Linked DNA regions of Sus scrofa: regions 2 and 3 are each linked to region 1. Evidence: chromatin contacts called from public HiChIP or PLAC-seq data. All regions are on one chromosome and are shown on one strand. The core of a region is the stretch at or near the end of the contact, and the rest is flanking DNA. Distances in the headings are between cores, read along the strand shown. Region 1 holds the start of CDC42EP3 (cdc42 effector protein 3). Region 2 holds the start of QPCT (glutaminyl-peptide cyclotransferase). Region 3 holds the start of PRKD3 (serine/threonine-protein kinase D3).

Region 1 (2,700 bases), core at 180-2,679:
AAACTGACCTCTCCTAGACTGTACAGTATAAAGGAGGTCCTGCCAAAAAATATGCTACTTTCTATTTATAAGATGAAACACATGCCTCCCGAAGTCGAGAGGGGGATGGACTATAATAATTCACAATGAAAAAATTACTGGCCTCATCCATTCGTCCTCACACGTCTAATACTTGTCTGTATCAAGGCAGTTTCAAGGAAAAAGGGAAAAACAAAACAAAAGGCAAACCTTGAAAACAATCCAGCTGTTCAGAAACCACCGTTAAAAAAAAAAAAAAAAAAAGCAACTGCCAGATCTGCAGGTTGGAGCCCCTGCCACAATGCCCCCCATCAAGAGAAGAGACACACGCCCAGCGGGTACTGCCATCCCAGTTCTGCGCGGTGCACCCTTGTGTGGCCCTGGTGCCAGTCCACGATGGGAGGGGAGCGGCAGCCATGTGCGGCTTGTTCTCAGATGGAAAAATGCAATAAGCGCCCAGAATGGCTGTCAATGGCTCAGAGGGGGCAGTGTAGCCGCGCAGCCCCACCCTGAAAAGTGGTGGGCACAAACGGTGGCGCTCTGCGTCTTGGTCGTGCCGCCCGCACCCCTCTCAGTTTGCTTTATACAGCCTTTGGTCCTCAGGACACCAGCTGGAAGGTGATGCCCTCGGTATAACCGTTCCCCGTGCGTTTCCAAGCCTAGACCCCGCGCACGCCGGAAGCGGCCACGGCCGCGGGTCGGACGAACTCACAGACGCGCAGAAAAGGAGCTGTGGGCAGACGGCAACTCACCAGCGGCGCCAAGGATCCCAGCCGCTGGCCCCGGGGCCAGGCGCCCGGCACCGACACTTTCCGAGGGCGCACGCAGTCCCTGCCCGCCACGCGCAGATCCAGCCGGGTCGGCGGGCGCGGCGCCAGTTCACAGCATTATCCGCTCTGAGATTGCGTGAAGGCGCCCAAGGCCGGGGACTCCCGGCTTGCCCCCAGCTCGGGCCCCTCCGCTGCGCAACCCGCCGTTAGCAGCCACCGTGGAGAGAGAGGGAAGGTGCGAGCTATACTGAAAGCACTGCAGCCGGACGCCAGGGCTGAACCTGCGAAGGGCGGGGCGGGCCGGGGCGGGGCCGGCGGCGCAGGGGGCGGGCCGGGGCGGGGCGCAGGCCGTGGGTCGCTGGCCGCACCACCCTGCCTTAGTACCTGAGCTCCGGCCCCGGGCGGGTAGACCCCGGTCGCCAGCTGCCGGGCTTGAAAGCCCCTGGCGGACAATGGGCGCTTATTGTTACCGCCCCAGCGCCACCTCCAGGGGTGGGGCTTTTCTCCGAGAAGATGTGTTCCGCTCCCTTGGCACAAAGGAAGGTCGCAGGGACGCCCAGTTCAAAGAGGCACTGGCTGCTGGGTGCCAGAGGACAAAGGGACTCTGCCTGCACCCCGGACACCTGTACTAAACCTCGTACACCCACCTCTCCTCCTCCCAACGAGTCGATCCAGCCCAGCAAGGCTCCGGCTTGGCGGGCGGCGGACTCTTGGGGAAGAGAGGCCACCTGACGGCGCCGCGCCGGCCGAGCCTTGGGTCCCCGGGCCAGTCTCAGCTCCAGTTTGCGGGGGGGGGGGCTTCTGTCAGTTTCCAGCCCAAACCCCTTGGAGATGTCGCCAAAACCCGGAGAGTGGATTTGGCGCACAAGAGACGCCCGGGGGTGCCGGCTGAGCAAGTGGGCACGCGAACAGCCGATGTTGCAGGTTTTTCCAGTCCACCGGGAGGCGTTTCCTCTCCTGCGGGGTGCCTCAAAGAGACTTGGCTAAAGCTGGAAGCGGGTGGCGGTTGCTCTAGACGAGCGCAAGTACCGCAGCTGCCGGCCCAGGAGCGTAAAATTCCGCCCTGGGCAGCACCTGCGCCCGCCGGTCATTCCAGCCACCGCCGCTGCGCGCCCCGCCTTGCTTCCCTCGAGGCCAAGCGTCGACCTGGTTAATTTTCTTAATCCGTCTCCGTCTCTTCGTCCTTGAGTTCTCGGCCTGGGGAATGAGTAGGCGACAGGAAAGGGCGGCGTTTTCCGGCGGTAAGGTCCCAGCCCGCACGTTCGGCCTGGGGGTGGGGGCTGGAACCTGCGAGAGTGAAGCACTCGCAGCCTGGCCCCAGCCCCGGGATTCTCAGGTTGAATGGAAATCCTGGCACAAAGAGCGATCCTCCAGGAGAACCTTGACTTTCCAGAGCGATATCAGCATCAGGTCGTCACCATAATGCCCCTGGGTTAATCTGAAACCTTAGAGGGTGCACATTAAGTCTTCGTTGTAACCCTCGGCTGATGTTAAGGTGAAGTGAAAAGGAAACGGACACAACCGTTCTGGAAAGCAACATACTTGGGTGGAGTGTTAAAAGAAAATAATAGTTGGCAGGTCAAATGGCCATGAAGTTGGAAGTCAAATACAAAACTCAGCTGAAGTGATGTTAGAAATCTGACAAGCAAAACAGTCGGTGAAGATAAGAGACCCAGCATTGTTTCCTTTCTTCAAATGACAACTACTCCGAAGTTTCCTTTGGCAGATACCTGAATTTTACTCCAGATTCCTGAGTGTTTTACCAGGGGTTCATATTTCAAAATATATGTTCCATTTGGCAGTAATGTATGTATTTTATGTATGAATTTATTGAAAAATATTAAATGTTACTGGCTTACTTAGATGAAAGTATTTTTATAAATATTTATGCATAGCTTTAATTGCACATGGT
Region 2 (2,700 bases), core at 163-2,662, 280 kb before region 1:
GGAAAGATAAAAAGGCAATAGGGTAAGAAAAATAATCATGTTTCTTATCCAGCTACCTAGGAAACCCACTATTTCAAGGTTGGTCTAAGCAGCAAGAGTGTAAAAAATGTATTGGGAGATGTGACAGTAGTTTTGTTCTGAATGTATACCAGTATTCTGAGGTGGTCTGATTATCAGAAGCACTGTCCATGGATGTACTAAAGAAGCTATTTAATTTTGTTTGCACCTGAAGATTTGAATTGCTACTCTAAACTCTGAGACACGAATAGGATTAGTAATTCTGAACATCAGGAAAGTAGGAATTTCCATCCTGTCTTCTCCTGTAGCTCCAGAGGAGGGCAGACGGTGTATCTCCAGGTCAACCCTTTCCCTTTTCAAACTCACTCTTATAGCCAAGCCTAAGAAGACAGAGTAGAGTGGGTGAGCCTTCTGGCGGACTCCATTACCTTCAGACCTTTGCTCTTTGGGAAGTAGGTCTGTGTCAATGTCATTATTTTGATATATTTTTTTTTCTGGGATCTAAAAGTTACTAGGAGATGACTCAGAGCAGCCCATGCCCTAATCCTCATTTTGGAAGGAAAAGAGGATGATGAAGTAATTGCCTGACAACTTAGACCAGAAACCTGCAGACAAAACTGAGATAGTGCTTGTTTCTAGGATTATCTTGGTAAGTGATTTTTGATGTTACGAAGTAAATAAGTACATTGTATTTAGGCTTTCCTTTTGTAGGGTATGGATTGGAGGAGATGGCTGCCTCAACAGCCACTGTGAACATTATCTCATTTATTTCAGATAATTTACCTCAATTATACTTCTCAGTCTGGGAGTACGATGGTCTGTCTCCTATAAGGCAAGCTAAGTATTTGTGTGTGTGTGTGTGTGTGTGTGTGTGTGAGAGAGAGAGAGAGAGAGAGAGAGAGAGAGAGAGAAAGATACGATGGGCTGTTATAAAGGATGTTTGACGGTTCCAGTTCAAGCTTTGTTTCCTCATCTGTAAAATGGAATTAATACCTACCTCACATGGTTATGAAGATTAAGTAAGGGAAAATCGTAAAAGCACCTAGGACAGTGACTGGCACATAAGTATTCAGTAAATGTAGATCCCTGTCCATCCCTTCTTAATGAGCCGTGGGAAAACACTTCCTAACCTCACAGGGTCTGAGAAACCCTCTCCCTTCCCTTTGTATTCTCAGTCACCCCCAGGCAATGGAGATTTAAAAAAAAAAAAAAAAAAGCTTCTTCCACGTCTCTTCCCTCCTTCCTTTCTTCCTCTCCTAGACAAGGAAGTGGCCGTCTCTGTTCCCATGGATTCGGAAGCCTGTGCCTCCCAGGACAGCCCAGCCTCTGGGTTGCTAAGGTGGAAGGTGGGGGTTGGAGAGAAGCGGCCTTGGCCTGCGTAGCGCAGTGGGGAGGCGACCGGGAGGCGATGGGGAGGCGGGAGCTATCGACCCAAGGGTGGAGAGGGGGGGAAGGCGAAGGACGCGCGTTCCCGGGCTCGTGACCGCCGGCGGCTCTGGGAACCCGCGTCGGGACAGTCCTGGAGAGATGACAGGCAGTGGGGACCGGCGCTTCGTGGGCACTCTCCACCTGCTGCTGCTGGTGGCCACCCTGTCCCTGGCGGCTCAGGGGGTCAGTCGGAGCGCGGCAGCATGGACCCAGGAGAAGGTGAGGGGTTGCTGCTGCGCGATTGTACCTGGGTGGCTCTTGCTGGGTGCGGGACCCAGAGCCCCAGTCTAGACAAGATGGGAGGCAAGGCAGAGCCGAGGTCCTCCCTTCCGGAGCCCCGAGAGGTCGGGGTTCTGCGTCCTCGCCAATGTTCCTCGCTGGCCGCCGGGCTGCTTTGGGTACGCCACGGGAGCTGGGTGATGTCACCGGCCTCCCCTCCGCTGCGGTCTGCTGCGGGTACTAATAGACACAGGAAGCGTGACTCGCTTTCTGCGGCGGAGCAGGGAGGTGAGGGCGCATCGCCGGTTCGCCGCCCACTCGGGAGCTGAGAGGCGCGCGGACTCCGAGCTCCCCGCCGCCAGGGAGCCGGGCGCGCCGGGAGGTGTGCCCGCTGCTGCCTCGCCCCGACATCCAAGGAAGCCCTCCCAAGGCTGAAGTTTCCAGGCAGTCAGCACGGACTAGTGTTGGTCTGTTTTAGATTTTTCAGCAGATCAGCTCTGAACGAAGGCGCGTAAATGGAGACCAGCTTTACTTTAACATTTTCTTTTTCTTCAAAGAGAGTAAAATGCAATCGTCAGGGAAATGTATCGAGTAGTAGGTGGAAATTTCACATATGGAATTTAGGATAAAAATGATCTGCAAGTTGCCTCTGCGTGCAGTAAATAGCTTCGCAATTATTCCCTTTCTTGTGTAACAGTTTTGAAATCCTGTAATTGCTAGGGACTTAAGCAAAAGTTAATGGTACTGGAGTAAAATGGTATACTTTCAAAGATACTAAATAAAGCAGCAAAGCAAAAAGCAGCAGGGATATAAACACTGATCATATTGTTTAAAAGATCTTTTGAATGGTTACAGAATGTCAGTATCAACTCAGAGGTTTGAAATACTGAGCACCCTGTGAACGTACAGGCCCTCTCAAAGCCCCATGCTCCACCGCCCAGGCACAAGCATATGTACATGAATCGCCCCTTCAGTCCTATGAGTAATACTTTTAGTTTCACCATTCAAGGGCTATAACATGCCCCACTTACACGT
Region 3 (2,700 bases), core at 194-2,693, 300 kb before region 1:
TTCTTTGACACGTTTTAAATAATTTTACTAAAACTTGTAACTTTTTTTGACTGAATGTCCATGCTTACTCTCAATCCAGATCCTAACAGGAAAGGAGGAAAGCGTTCCTTTATTAAGTAAAAGTGGCCTAGACCTCGGTCGAGGAACTTTATGGGCGCCTTCAGCAGCAAATTCATAAGTATTCCCCACCCTCACTGCCTTAAAGTTGATAAGTAAGCTTGATCTAAGCAAAATCAGAGCGGCTAAGACTTTAGGAACTGCAGCCTTAAGTACAAAGTAGAAACAGAACAGGATAACATTTTCTAGGGTACAAATCACAGAATTTTAAACATTTTCGTTTCATTTACGACTACAGCTCATTAAAGCTATGTCGAACAAAATAGTAGTTCAGGGTGTAACTTATCCTTCCTAATCAAAGATGACACCGATAGTCTTATTTCCTGTGGGGATGGGTGTGGCTGAAGAGACAGTTACGTCCAAGCCATCAATCTGTGTATGGAAAAGTCTGCAAGTCTCACACACGCTGTCGCTCGCTTTACATTCGTGCCTGCACGCGGCAAGGCCTATGCTGCTGTCGGCGATGACTTGAAATAAAATATCCAACAGGCAATCTAATAGTATGTGGTTATATTTATTGCTCGAAGAAACAGTCACGCTTCTCGGTGTTTCATCTTAAGAAAAAGCTCCCAGGGATGAAACCGACTCGGAGCAACGCTGCAACTTGCAAAACTACACACAGTCAGGAAACCGGGGTGGGGGCTTACGTTCCTTCTCTAAGCACCGTTGACTCACCCTTGAAGACAACTACAAACTAAAGTGGAGAAAATCAAAGGGAAAGGCTAACCCAAAATCCGACAGCTTGAGTAACGCGGGACTGGCGTGGGGAGCTTGTTGGGGGGACGTGGAAACAGACTGTGAGCTACGGGCCCGGCGCGGTGGTCGCTGGTGGAGCGCGACTCCGAGTTGGCGTCGGCGCCCACGCCGGAACTTGGCCCCATCTGGCGGCCGCGCCGGCGCCCCAGCTTGCCCCCGCGCCCACCGCCCGCTCCTCTCGCGGCGCGCTCAGCCAACTTACCACCCAGCCCCGGCGGCCGCCGCCCAGCCCGGCGCGGAGTCCGAGACCCGCCGCCGCCGCCGCGTGCGGGTGAGTGGGGGAGGGGCTGCCGCCTCACCCCACGGGCCGGGAGAACAAAGCGGCCGCCGCGGCGGCGCTAACTTTTTCGGTGTCTGTTCCGCGCTCCCTGAGGCGACTACTTACAGAAGCGGGCTCCGCCGGTCGTGAGAAACTCCGCGCCCGCCAGCGTCTGACTCCGGGACCAGACGCCAGCGAGGCTTCACGCGCTTCGCAGAATCCCGCCCGCCTCAGGCGCCCCTTCCTCCCTCCCTCCTCCCCGTCCCGTCCTAAGGCCCGAGGGCGGGGGGCCGGGGCGTGCGGGGCGGGGGCGCGCGAGGGGCGGGGGCGCGCGGCCGGCGCGGGGGCTGTCGGGAGCTGTAGTCTCCCCGGGGGCTCGACACGGTGGTAGCCACGCGGGGATGTTGCTCACTGTCTTGACATATAGCGCAGGGCAACAGGAGCTCCGGGTGCTTTCGGGCTCGCTCTGTACCCTTCGAAGTCCTGGCGTCTCCGTGACCGCGGGGGAGCGGGCTGCGACCGTGTACTAATTCCAGTTACACACTGTCCTTGATACCCATTATTGCTACTGAACTGTTTTTGTCGTCCGCTCTGATGGAGGCGATGGTGGCCAGGGGCCAAGAGGTGATTAAGTTGGACGCGGAACTTGTAAGAGGTCTGCAGCAGAGAGCAATTTCCTCCCTGAGAAATCTTCTCACTGCTCCCCGTTTCCCTCCCGAGTGCTTGTAGTCCAGGTGGTCGCCTGGCACAGGAGCCCCGGGCATTCCACACCAAGGCAGATGCTCCGAGCGCCCTTCGCCTAAAGCAGTCTCTGAGAAGTCTCTGCTTCCAGTGTTTTTTGTGTATCCTACTTGTCTTTAAACTCGAATGTGTTACCTACCGTCGGGGTGAAGTGCAGCGAAGAGTCACCCAACCTTGGCTTCCACGTGACTTTGACAACGGTGACGGGGGACGCAGGTGGGGTGAAATTTAGAGGAAAAATACATGAGGTGAAAAATTTTACATGTTTTATGTGAGAGAAAGGCATGAGCGGCTGAGACCCATTGTTCCTAGTTCTCCTTATATCCAAATTTCATCGCAAAAGTACTCAAGTAAAATACACTGAAACAAGCAGGTGGGCCACAGTCAACAATCTATATCCATTACTACGCAGAGGTCGAAGGCAGTTTTTGAGAATAGAAAGTAAAGAAAGCTAAATGGGTCCCCACTTTTTATACCAGGTCATCACTCTTAATAGATTTCCCTGGATTTAAAGTTAAATGGAATTTTAAAATCATTTATATTAAAGATGGGCAAGTAAAATTGTGTATAACCCTGGTCTACTCTGAAGCTATAGTGTTACCCCCCCCCTTTTTTTTTCCTTTTTCTTTGTTGGATGCTCAGGGACAGGGATCAGATCCAACCCGCAGTTTCAACTTAACATTGGATCCTTAACCCAACATGCGAAGCCAGGGATCGAACCTGTGTCCCAGCACTCCAAAGATGCCTCCAATCCTGTTTCACCACAGCAGGAATTCCTGAAGCTATATTTTAAAAAGACATCTCTGAAATATTTTTGGGAATTAGAA

What was found. HiChIP or PLAC-seq counts read pairs in DNA pulled down with a chosen protein or histone mark.
Region 2: an H3K27ac HiChIP or PLAC-seq map of alveolar macrophages shows a contact between it and region 1. The contact joins the promoter of QPCT here to the promoter of CDC42EP3 in region 1. A contact is called at or near these places in 2 of 47 Hi-C or Micro-C datasets (embryonic fibroblasts and epiblast stem cells) and 1 of 2 datasets of contacts at active chromatin or transcription factors (alveolar macrophages).
Region 3: a contact with region 1 is called in an H3K27ac HiChIP or PLAC-seq map of alveolar macrophages, with 3 times the contacts expected there. The contact joins the promoter of PRKD3 here to the promoter of CDC42EP3 in region 1. A contact is called at or near these places in 1 of 47 Hi-C or Micro-C datasets (embryonic fibroblasts) and 2 of 2 datasets of contacts at active chromatin or transcription factors (alveolar macrophages and skeletal muscle).

What each region holds. Positions count from the first base shown.
Region 1 is chr3:102,537,594-102,540,293 of Sscrofa11.1, reverse strand. CDC42EP3 (cdc42 effector protein 3) reads right to left here and starts at 1,429. Exons shown (of 3, transcript XR_002342770.1): 1 at 771-1,429.
Region 2 is chr3:102,821,802-102,824,501 of Sscrofa11.1, reverse strand. It overlaps QPCT (glutaminyl-peptide cyclotransferase), which reads left to right and starts at 1,412. Exons shown (of 7, transcript XM_003481245.4): 1 at 1,412-1,665. The coding sequence starts at 1,546.
Region 3 is chr3:102,840,887-102,843,586 of Sscrofa11.1, reverse strand. PRKD3 (serine/threonine-protein kinase D3) reads right to left here and starts at 1,443. Exons shown (of 19, transcript XM_013996212.2): 1 at 1,259-1,443.